Regions from separate parts of the Zea mays genome. Here region 2 is linked to region 1. Evidence: chromatin contacts called from public Hi-C data. All regions are on one chromosome and are shown on one strand. Each heading gives the region's core, a stretch centred on a gene start, on an enhancer-like site or on the middle of the called end of the contact. The rest is flanking DNA. Distances are from core to core; before and after follow the strand shown. Region 1 has its middle 16 kb from the start of LOC118472086. Region 2 holds the start of LOC542077 (vacuolar processing enzyme 1).

Evidence for each region. Hi-C and Micro-C count contacts between places; a contact is called where the count stands out from the background.
Region 2: a contact with region 1 is called in a Hi-C map of tassel, with 3 times the contacts expected there. The contact joins the promoter of LOC542077 here to the enhancer-like site in region 1. A contact is called at or near these places in 2 of 25 Hi-C or Micro-C datasets (ear and tassel).

Annotation. Positions count from the first base shown.
Region 1 is chr5:193,536,255-193,540,706 of Zm-B73-REFERENCE-NAM-5.0, forward strand. No RefSeq gene overlaps it. Among protein-coding and RNA genes, the nearest start is that of LOC118472086, 16 kb to the left of the region's middle. Within about 2 kb of position 2,452, at least 17 of the 20 cell types and tissues checked have an H3K27ac peak or open chromatin away from gene starts, as enhancers often do. A contact at or near this core is called in ear and tassel, where this site is marked.
Region 2 is chr5:193,900,013-193,904,464 of Zm-B73-REFERENCE-NAM-5.0, forward strand. It overlaps LOC542077 (vacuolar processing enzyme 1), which reads right to left and starts at 1,895. Exons shown (of 9, transcript NM_001111713.1): 1 at 1,633-1,895; 2 at 542-706. The coding sequence starts at 1,863.

The DNA of each region.
Region 1 (4,452 bases), core at 1,202-3,701:
TTGACCACTATTTATTTGGTGCAACCTATTTGTTACAACTTATGGTATGGATATAGTTAATATATGAGACAAGAGACAAATATTATGGTTGTCAATTTTGGTTCTGACGTTACTGATGTAAAATATAATTCTTTTGCATAACATTTTATACCCAATAGAAATGCAAAATGCATTGTCGTATAAATTGTGGGTTTGAATATGTGTAAATGCAACGGTTTTATTAGTTGTTGTATGCTTCAGTTGCAATGATTTTTTTGTTGCAATAAGATGTAATTACCATAGATCTATTTCGTTGGGACTTCAGTAGTCGCAACCTTTTCTTCTTGTTGCAACATCATTAGTTATGATATTTTTTTGTTGTTGTTATAACGGTTCTTACCATAGATAATTTTTATAGCAAAAAGATCATGTAGCCACGAGACACATTATGTTGCAAAATGATCAAATGCAACGAAATTATTTGCATTGCAATACATCTTGTTGCCATGAGTCACTTGTGTGACACTAGTGTTTTGTTGCCACGAAGCATCTTGTGGTAACAAAGCCATTTGCAACAGATTTAAACGTGGCATTAACACTTATTACCATGAAATATGTTGTGGCAATAGAGTTTTTGGCAACTATCGTAAATGTTGCAATATAACTTATTGCAACAGAATAGTACATTGTAACAACGAACTATTGCAACACTTGAATACGTTGCAAAAGATGTAGTAATTGCAACAGAACGTAAAATTGTTGCTATAGCCTATTGCCACTCTGTTTTCTGCAACAGCAGGCAACGACAGTTGTTCTATCGCAATTGGTGCCTTTCGCAACGATTTATGGTCTATCGCAACGATTTTTGCCCATTGCAAGAAGGTGATTTTTTAGTAGTCATGTATATCATTTTTGCATGCACGGTTTTCTAAGTTTCGAGTGACCTGCAGTTCAAATCTGAATTTTTCGAAGAAATTCAAATAAACAAACTAAATGTACTAGCTATAGAAAACACTGTTATAATTGTCCCAAAATGGTACATGTAGGTCTACATAGTGTAGGAACATACCACAAAAAGTTTGGTGACCCAAATAAAAAAATAAAAATATGCTTTGCCGAGTGTCTACATAGGACACTCGGCAAAGACCCTCTGTGCCGAGTGCCAGATATTTGACTCTCGGCAAAGACTGACGGCCGTCAGATGTACACGGCCGCTAACGGCCCTTTGCCGAGAGCTATATTTGCCGAGTGCTTGACGCTCGGCAAAGCAGTCTTTGCCGAGTGCTTGGCTGTGCCGAGTATCCTGCACTCGGTAAATAAGCTATTTACCGAACGCAGGACTTTGCCGAGTGCGGCGCTCGACAAAGTGGGCTTTGCCGAGTGCCCGATAAAAAGCACTCGGCAAAGACGCCGGCACTCGGCAAAGAGCCGAATTCCGGTAGTGGCGCTAGTGTATTCCTCTATCTCTCTCTGGAATCCGTTTGTAATTTAGTACGTATTTTAGTTATCCGTTTCGGCATTCTGTGGTCCTGTTCTTGTATCTTCCCTTCAGTGCATCAATATATGGTTTATATTGATATGATATATGGTCCAAACTAATGCCTAATTTGATGCGACACCGAGCGACGTGCTGCCTACGTCCTAAAAAGGGAAATCAAAAGGATGTAATTCTAATTAAGTATTAAGTCAAAAAATCTAGATAAATTCATACAAAATAACATTTGTACGTATGGCATCAAATATCGATGCTTTTATGTGAATTTAGTCAAATTTACGATGGTTTTGACTAATAAGTACGTTAAGGCTGTATCGAGCAGATCGTGCATGCATATGGTACTCCAAAACAGTGTTTTGCCTCTATTGTTCGTGGAGTCAAATTTAAAATAGAAAATGAGATATGAGATAAGATAGATATGCTGCTGGAGACATTTTAATAACGTGTACTATGCCTAAGTACCTCTAGAAGAACATAAGAGTTGGTTTGGTCGTCAACTCTAGCAGGTGATTGATATTAATTTGCCTCTGGGGGACTGAAATAGAGAGCTACAACTAGCCAGGTTGTCTACACTACTGTTAAATTACGGATGGAGAGGTCTTGTCGTCTTCACTGTAAAGGTGTGAGTAGGTAAGTGTAAAATGTTGTCATTTTTCATTATTGCAAAGAAAAAACATAGCTGTCGATAAGCTACGACGGGTCGAGTATTCAAAAGAAAGGAGTCATTATTATTTGTATCGCTGTCAAAAATCATTAGAAGCAACCAGTGAAATCTGCAAGCTTGATAATTATAAACAACTGGAACCGCTTTTATGCCAACCACCTTGTACACCGATTTGTAGCAAACGAGAAAGAGAGCCAACGATTCGCCTTCGTGGGTCTAGAATAATATCTTTAGGCCCACTTTGTTTAGTCTAGGCCCATCTGTCTCTGTATAGCAGCTGGAATACTAGCCCGTTAAGTTGCACAAAAGCCCATTCATACGGCGTTGGTAAGGGAAAAAAAATAGAACTGACACTTTAGGATGCGAATGCGATCGTAACCTACAGCCCCGGCCGAGCTGCTTTCGTCATACATAGTCCTGTTGTTTCGCGTGTTTTTTTTCTGATGATCTTTTTCTATCTGTATAAAGAATCTATATGTATGAGAATCTAATTATCATAAGGATTACGTAGGGAAGAATATAAAGTGATCCATAAGGTTTAGAATATATAAAGTGACTGATTCCTATTATCACAATGATTCGATCGATTTTATGTTCATGTTTTGAACGGATTTAACTAAAACGAGTCTTATAAAAATGGACTGAAAAACTGAACGTTTGGTAATCCAGAGTAGTTTTGATGGCCAGAAACTGACAGAAACCGACAGCCATGGTGAGTTGGTTACTACTGCACCATCAAAATCTCAGTAAAGGGTACTATCAGATTACGCAAACAGATAATTACTGCGGCGAAACACGCCGTATATAAACGGCATTAATTGGCTTGGCGGTCTCCTTCGAAATAACTGTCCCGCGACGCAGACGTCGAACGAGTGCGACGGCGACCAGCGATTTGAGAAGGAAGGGAGCTGACGCGGCGTGTACCATACCATCGCACGCAAGCAGAAAACAAGAGGTCACCGTCTCCCGTGATCACTTGGTCTAAGGAACGCTGGGATTTTTTTTTCGTCCAGGAACTTGTCACCAGCAAATTTCCCAATGGTCAATTAATAATGCTGTTATGTTAACTGAAAGACAACAAACTGATTGAAGTAGCTCTATGATTGAGGTCTCTGCAATTGATTGGAAGGAGGAAACGGTATCAGGAGTTCAGACTTGAGACGGAACAGGATCCAGATATTAATTGTTAGCTACCACGGCATAATAACGGTGGCTGTAGAACATGAGGAAGATCCGATGTGAACAAAGACTGTGCAAGAGCACGGAGGGTTATTAGCTTGTCGAACAGCTGGTCTACACAGTAAACAGCATCGATCTATGAGCAGCTGAACTGCTGGATGGTATCGTGGAGAGGTACGTACATGATCGTGCCGTTATGTGCGTAATCCTTATCAACCAGCAATCAAGCACTGTCAGTTTCTCAGATATAGCCGCCAAAGGCCAATGTGTGAACTTAAATTCACCGCCGCTTGAAGCGGAGTGCGTGCAGATCGACCGGCCTTCCAAGCTTCGTAGGGTCAGGGGGGGACAGCTAGCTAAGGATGCTGAATCTGACCGTTGCAACAGCGGATTGGTCGGCACAAAAGAGATTAGTTAAGTGGTTCGTCAAGCTAAATTTTGACTGCTCTTCAACAGACTAACTATCTAACTCGTCAAGTTATTTAACTCTCTTTGACTCTGTGAGTAACTAAATGTGGCTAGCCACCTGACTAACAAAATTAGATGAATAATCTGTTGGAGTGACATGCTATATATAAAATGTGATCTTTATAAAAATGTAAATATAGAGTCAAATATAGAGAGAGAAAAAAATAAAAAGTAGATGCTCAGATCGCTATTCGCTCGCTGGGGGAGGTTTCGAATGTCTCCGCTAAACAGCAGGGGTCACTGTTGGGAACAGGTGAGTTGGAAACCATGCATGTGTGTGATCACAGCAGATGGCTGCGCTGCAACCGTCCTGGCTCCGGATCATCCGGTGGCTGCGGCGACCCAATACGCACGGATTCAGTATCTACGACCCAGGAAAGACGATACGTGATCGACCGGGTTTAAAATATGGGTACTGCGAACTTGCATGAACGTCCTTTCTGATCGACCGGGGCGGTTCCAAGGTTTCTCCAGCGGATGATACGAGACGGTGCTTCAAATTCGTAGTTGTTTAAGACTGGGAATTCGTACAGTCGATCGTCCTTTGGAGGTACTTGGCCAAGACAGTGCAAGTTGTTCCTCCTTTTCACAAGAGAAAAACCCGATCAGACGCCGTCATTCCAGCATGGATCCAACCCAAGCTGGACAGTGGAGTGCACGCATGAAT
Region 2 (4,452 bases), core at 645-3,144, 360 kb after region 1:
GATTTTCTCGGCCGGAATCATGTTTTGGTCTCTTCTTATCCATTAGTGGGTTGTGTGCGCCTTGAGTGCCGGCCCTAGACATTGTACCGGGGGGACGGTCTTTCCCTCCCCAACCGAGTTTTTTTAACAAAAGTTACCTAGAGCTTGGTTGGAATCAAATGCTGCTTAAGTAATTCACATTAGTGTGAAAACTCTGAAGTATGGACAATGAAATTATCCAAAAATCTGGCCTCATCATGGGTGGGTGTCAATGTTGAGAATTTTTCTATATAAGAATATGCATGCTGCATCTGCAAACAATTGCATTGGATTTGAATTACTTTAACTTATGATGTGTTGTATTGGTGGCCTGCAACACAGTCAAAAGCAACTTGTGATGTACAAGTCGTAAGGTGTTCTTGCTGTACCAATACAGTGGGTTATGTAGAATCCTAGTTGACGCCTCTACAGGTGGAAACTAGTTGAAAGGGAAGTTTGAGTGCATAATGATCCCAATATTGTATCTAGAAAATGGTAGAAGGACAATTCACAAAGTAAGTACCTTTGGAACACCAGCATAAACATCTTCGCCCTCTGGGTGGTTGATGATAACCCCCTGCCTTGGGTTGAGTGCACTATTGGCAATGTCATCATACATAAACACCACGATGTTCTCCTCTTTTATGCCTCCTTTTTGCAGTATCTGGTACGCATGACATATATCAGCCTGCAACAAAAAGTCACATGAACCCTGTGAGCAAAGCACCATGGAAAATAATTGCTTGCTGATCTACGATGACTGTTCCCTACTTAGGGCTAGTTTGGGAACACTAATTTCACATGGGATTTTCATTTTCCCAAGGGAAATTAGTTCGTTTTCCCTTGGAAAAATGAAAATCCTATGAGAAATTAGTGTTCCCAAACTAGCCCTTAAAAGGAGACAAAACAAGGCAAAAAAAGAACATGGAGATCATTGCCCAAGAAAGATGATATTCAGAAGAGTTTTTAGCTACTGGTGCATATTCCAGTTTACTGACTCAAAGTACAAGCACTTGCCATCAAATATTTTATCTGTTCTTTCAACTGTCATCTAATGTTCTTGCCAACTTATGCATCTCTTTAGACAGTAGCAAAATTTGGTACCAATCCATCCACTGCAAAAAAAAAAACCAAAACTTGCAAAGTTCCAAATCCCTTCACGTTCCTGAATTATATTGTTGCTTAAACAATTTCCATCCATGAAAAGACTACAACAACGTCCCAAACTTTCATTTGTCACTTCTATTCTAGCTGCACTCTCCCTTGATCCTTAAACCCGCGGAAAGTGGAAACCCCTGGAGCCGAACTGTTCTTTCCTGAACTTTAGGTCTTTAGTTGGACCCACAACTAACTTAACTCAGGATGTCATGTTAGAACTTAGAACCCGAGCATCCTATAGCTTACGAACCCCCCACCACCAAGAAAAAAGAACTGATATCCAAAAGTGCAACTTCACGGTTCGACGACAATAATTTCAGAAGCGCTTTTTGAACCACAAGAACCTGACGAAGCAGTATCGCAACAACAGTATTACACCACGCTCCTCTCGCTAAAAATCGAACATCGGACGCATCCATGAGCGCGTGTAACACGCCCGTAAGGTATCGCGCTCACCTGGTGCCTGTAGTTGCCGTAGCCTGAGGACCCGGCAACGAGCACTGCCCACCTCGTCCCGACGGCGTCATCCACCTCCCCATCGAATCCCTCGCCGCTGTGCGAGTGCGACCCTGCAGGCTCCTTCTCCCCAGGCATCCGAATCACCGGGTCCCACTCCCCCTTCTCCGCGCAAGCCGCGGCCGCAGCCAACACTAACACGAGCAGCAGGAGGCACCACCGCACAGCCATTGCCTCTCGCGTGTCGCGCTATTAGAGTCCAGCGACGCGAGGGTAGGAATGTAGCGTCAGAGCAGCGCAGGGTCGGGACTCGGGGTGGAGAGAACTCAGAGAAGTAGGCGCCGCGCGCATGCCGCCATGCATGGCACGCGCCCTGGATCGCGGACGCGTGGGCGTGTGAGCTGGTGCGGCGGCTCCGTCGGCTTGTGCGGCCGGGTGCAGCCGTGCAGGTGCTGGAGAGTGGAGACCGGAGAGTCACTTCAATGCTTTGATGACGTCAGCCGAGTAGTGGATTGGTGTTGTTAGAATTCCAGACTCACTTGTGTCTTGGTGCTGTAAGCTGCAGCATTTTCTGTTGATTGTATTCACTATAAAAAGGAATCACATGCTGTATTACAAGGAAATAAAATAACCAGCCAATCCCGGCATACTCGTGATCAGTGGTTGCCATCCCAACCTCCTGGACCATGCCGCAGTGGCGGACCTAGAATTTTTGTATAGGGTGTGTCGTAACAAAATTTTCATGTAGAATTCTATCTAATGTACATATAATTTATACTCCCCCGTTTCTTTTTAGTTGTCGCTGGATAGTTCAATTTTGCACTATCCAGCGACAACTAAAACGAAACGGAGTGAGTATAAATTTGGTAAATAATTCAATATATAGATATAAAGTTTGGTATTCAACAATTAAGCATGAAAGTTGCATACATTAAACATAAAGATTGCAATAATACTACTTATCTGGCCTACGCTTCCTCAACGCCATAAAAGTCTCAATTATATCTTCTTCATTCACTTCGAAGAAAATATCCCTCTCGATGTATGTAACAAGACAATCATCTAAAAGACTATCACACATCTTATTTCTCAATTTAGTCTTCACTAAACTCATTGCAGAAAATGCCCTTTCAACACTTGCTATCGCCGCCGGCAAAAGCAATATCAATTTGAGAAGCAAATAAACCATATCAAACACCTTATGTCTCTTTGTTTCAACAAGCTTAACTGAGAGGTCCACAAGATTAGTTATGTCTTTGAATCTATCATCTTCTCTTATGCCATCAATATAATTGTCAAGTTGCAAGTCAAGTTTTAACAAGTCAGTGTTTGACATGTCATTAGGATACAAATCAGCTAGCTTTCGTACCTTGTGTGCATCAAAAGAAGCAAAGGAGTTCGAAGGATCCAAAGCTGACATACAAGAAAGCAGCTCCATATTAGCCTCACTAAACCGACTATCAATCTCTAGGCTAATTTGATCAATGACCCCAATATATACTTCTCTTCTGAAGTGGTCATCATTGGTTTGGTTATGAACAAATCGTGATGATCTTCCATAGGGCTTATAATTTCCATCCATAGCAGGAACTTCGATATTATGTTTGTTGCAAAATGAAGTGATTCTTTGAAGGAATTGATCCCAACCATCAAGCCTTAACTGTTGCATTCTTCTCTTTGCCACATTAACAAGTGAAATTGCATTAATAATATCTTGCTCCCTTCTTTGCAAACACACTGATAGATCATTTGTATATCCAAGAATAACAAACATTAAGTGTGCATCAAAAACAAAGTCAAATGACTCAAATGCTCCAAGCATAGAATGTATTCTTGTCCAATCACTTCTAACTGTAGTATCCTCTCCAAGAATCATGAGAACATCTCGAATTACAGGATACATAGTAATTATGTTGCATATAGTTTTGTAATAAGAGCCCCATCGAGTCTCACCAGGCCTAGGTAACCCCATCTCTTGATTCAATCCTCTCCCAGTTTCAAGTTCACCACATTCAAGTGATTTCATAAGATTCTCAAGTCTAGCATCTCGAAGCATACCGTGACGCTTACAAGAAACTCCAACAATATTCAATAAGAGAGTTACTTGATCAAAAAACCACACACAATCATTATTTCCCTTGGCAACAACAACAAGAACTAGTTGGAGTTGATGTGCAAAACAATGGATATAATAAGCAGAAGGTGACTCTTGCATGATCAATGTTTTCAATCCTTTAATATCACCTCTCATGTTGCTAGCCCCATCATAACCTTGTCCACGAATTCGTGTTAAAGTCAAGCCATGACTAACAAGTAAAGCTTCAATTGCATTCTTAAGTGATAAAGAGCTAGTATCATCTACATGAACAACTCCAATGAAGTGCTCACATGGCCTTCCCAATGCATCAACATAACGCAAGCAAAGAGCTAGTTGTTCTTTGTGCGATATGTCACTAGACTCATCCGCTAAAATTGCAAATGGCTCTTCACCAAGCTCTTCAATTATTTTCTTTCTAGTTTCTATAGCGCAACACTGAATAATCTGCTTTTGTATCTTTGGGCTAGTCAAAGTGCAATTACCTGGAGCGTTGTTAAGAACATACTTGTTGACCTCTTCACTATTTGCAGCAAGAAATTTCAAGATTTCAATAAAGTTTCCTCTGTTGCCAGACTCCTCACTTTCATCATGTCCACGAAATGAAAATCCTTGATGCAAAAGAAACTTTAAACATCGAAGTGAATATGTCAACCTTATCTTATAAAGATTGCGGTCATCATCACTCCACTTCTCAATTTTATTATCAATTGCTGCATTAGGAT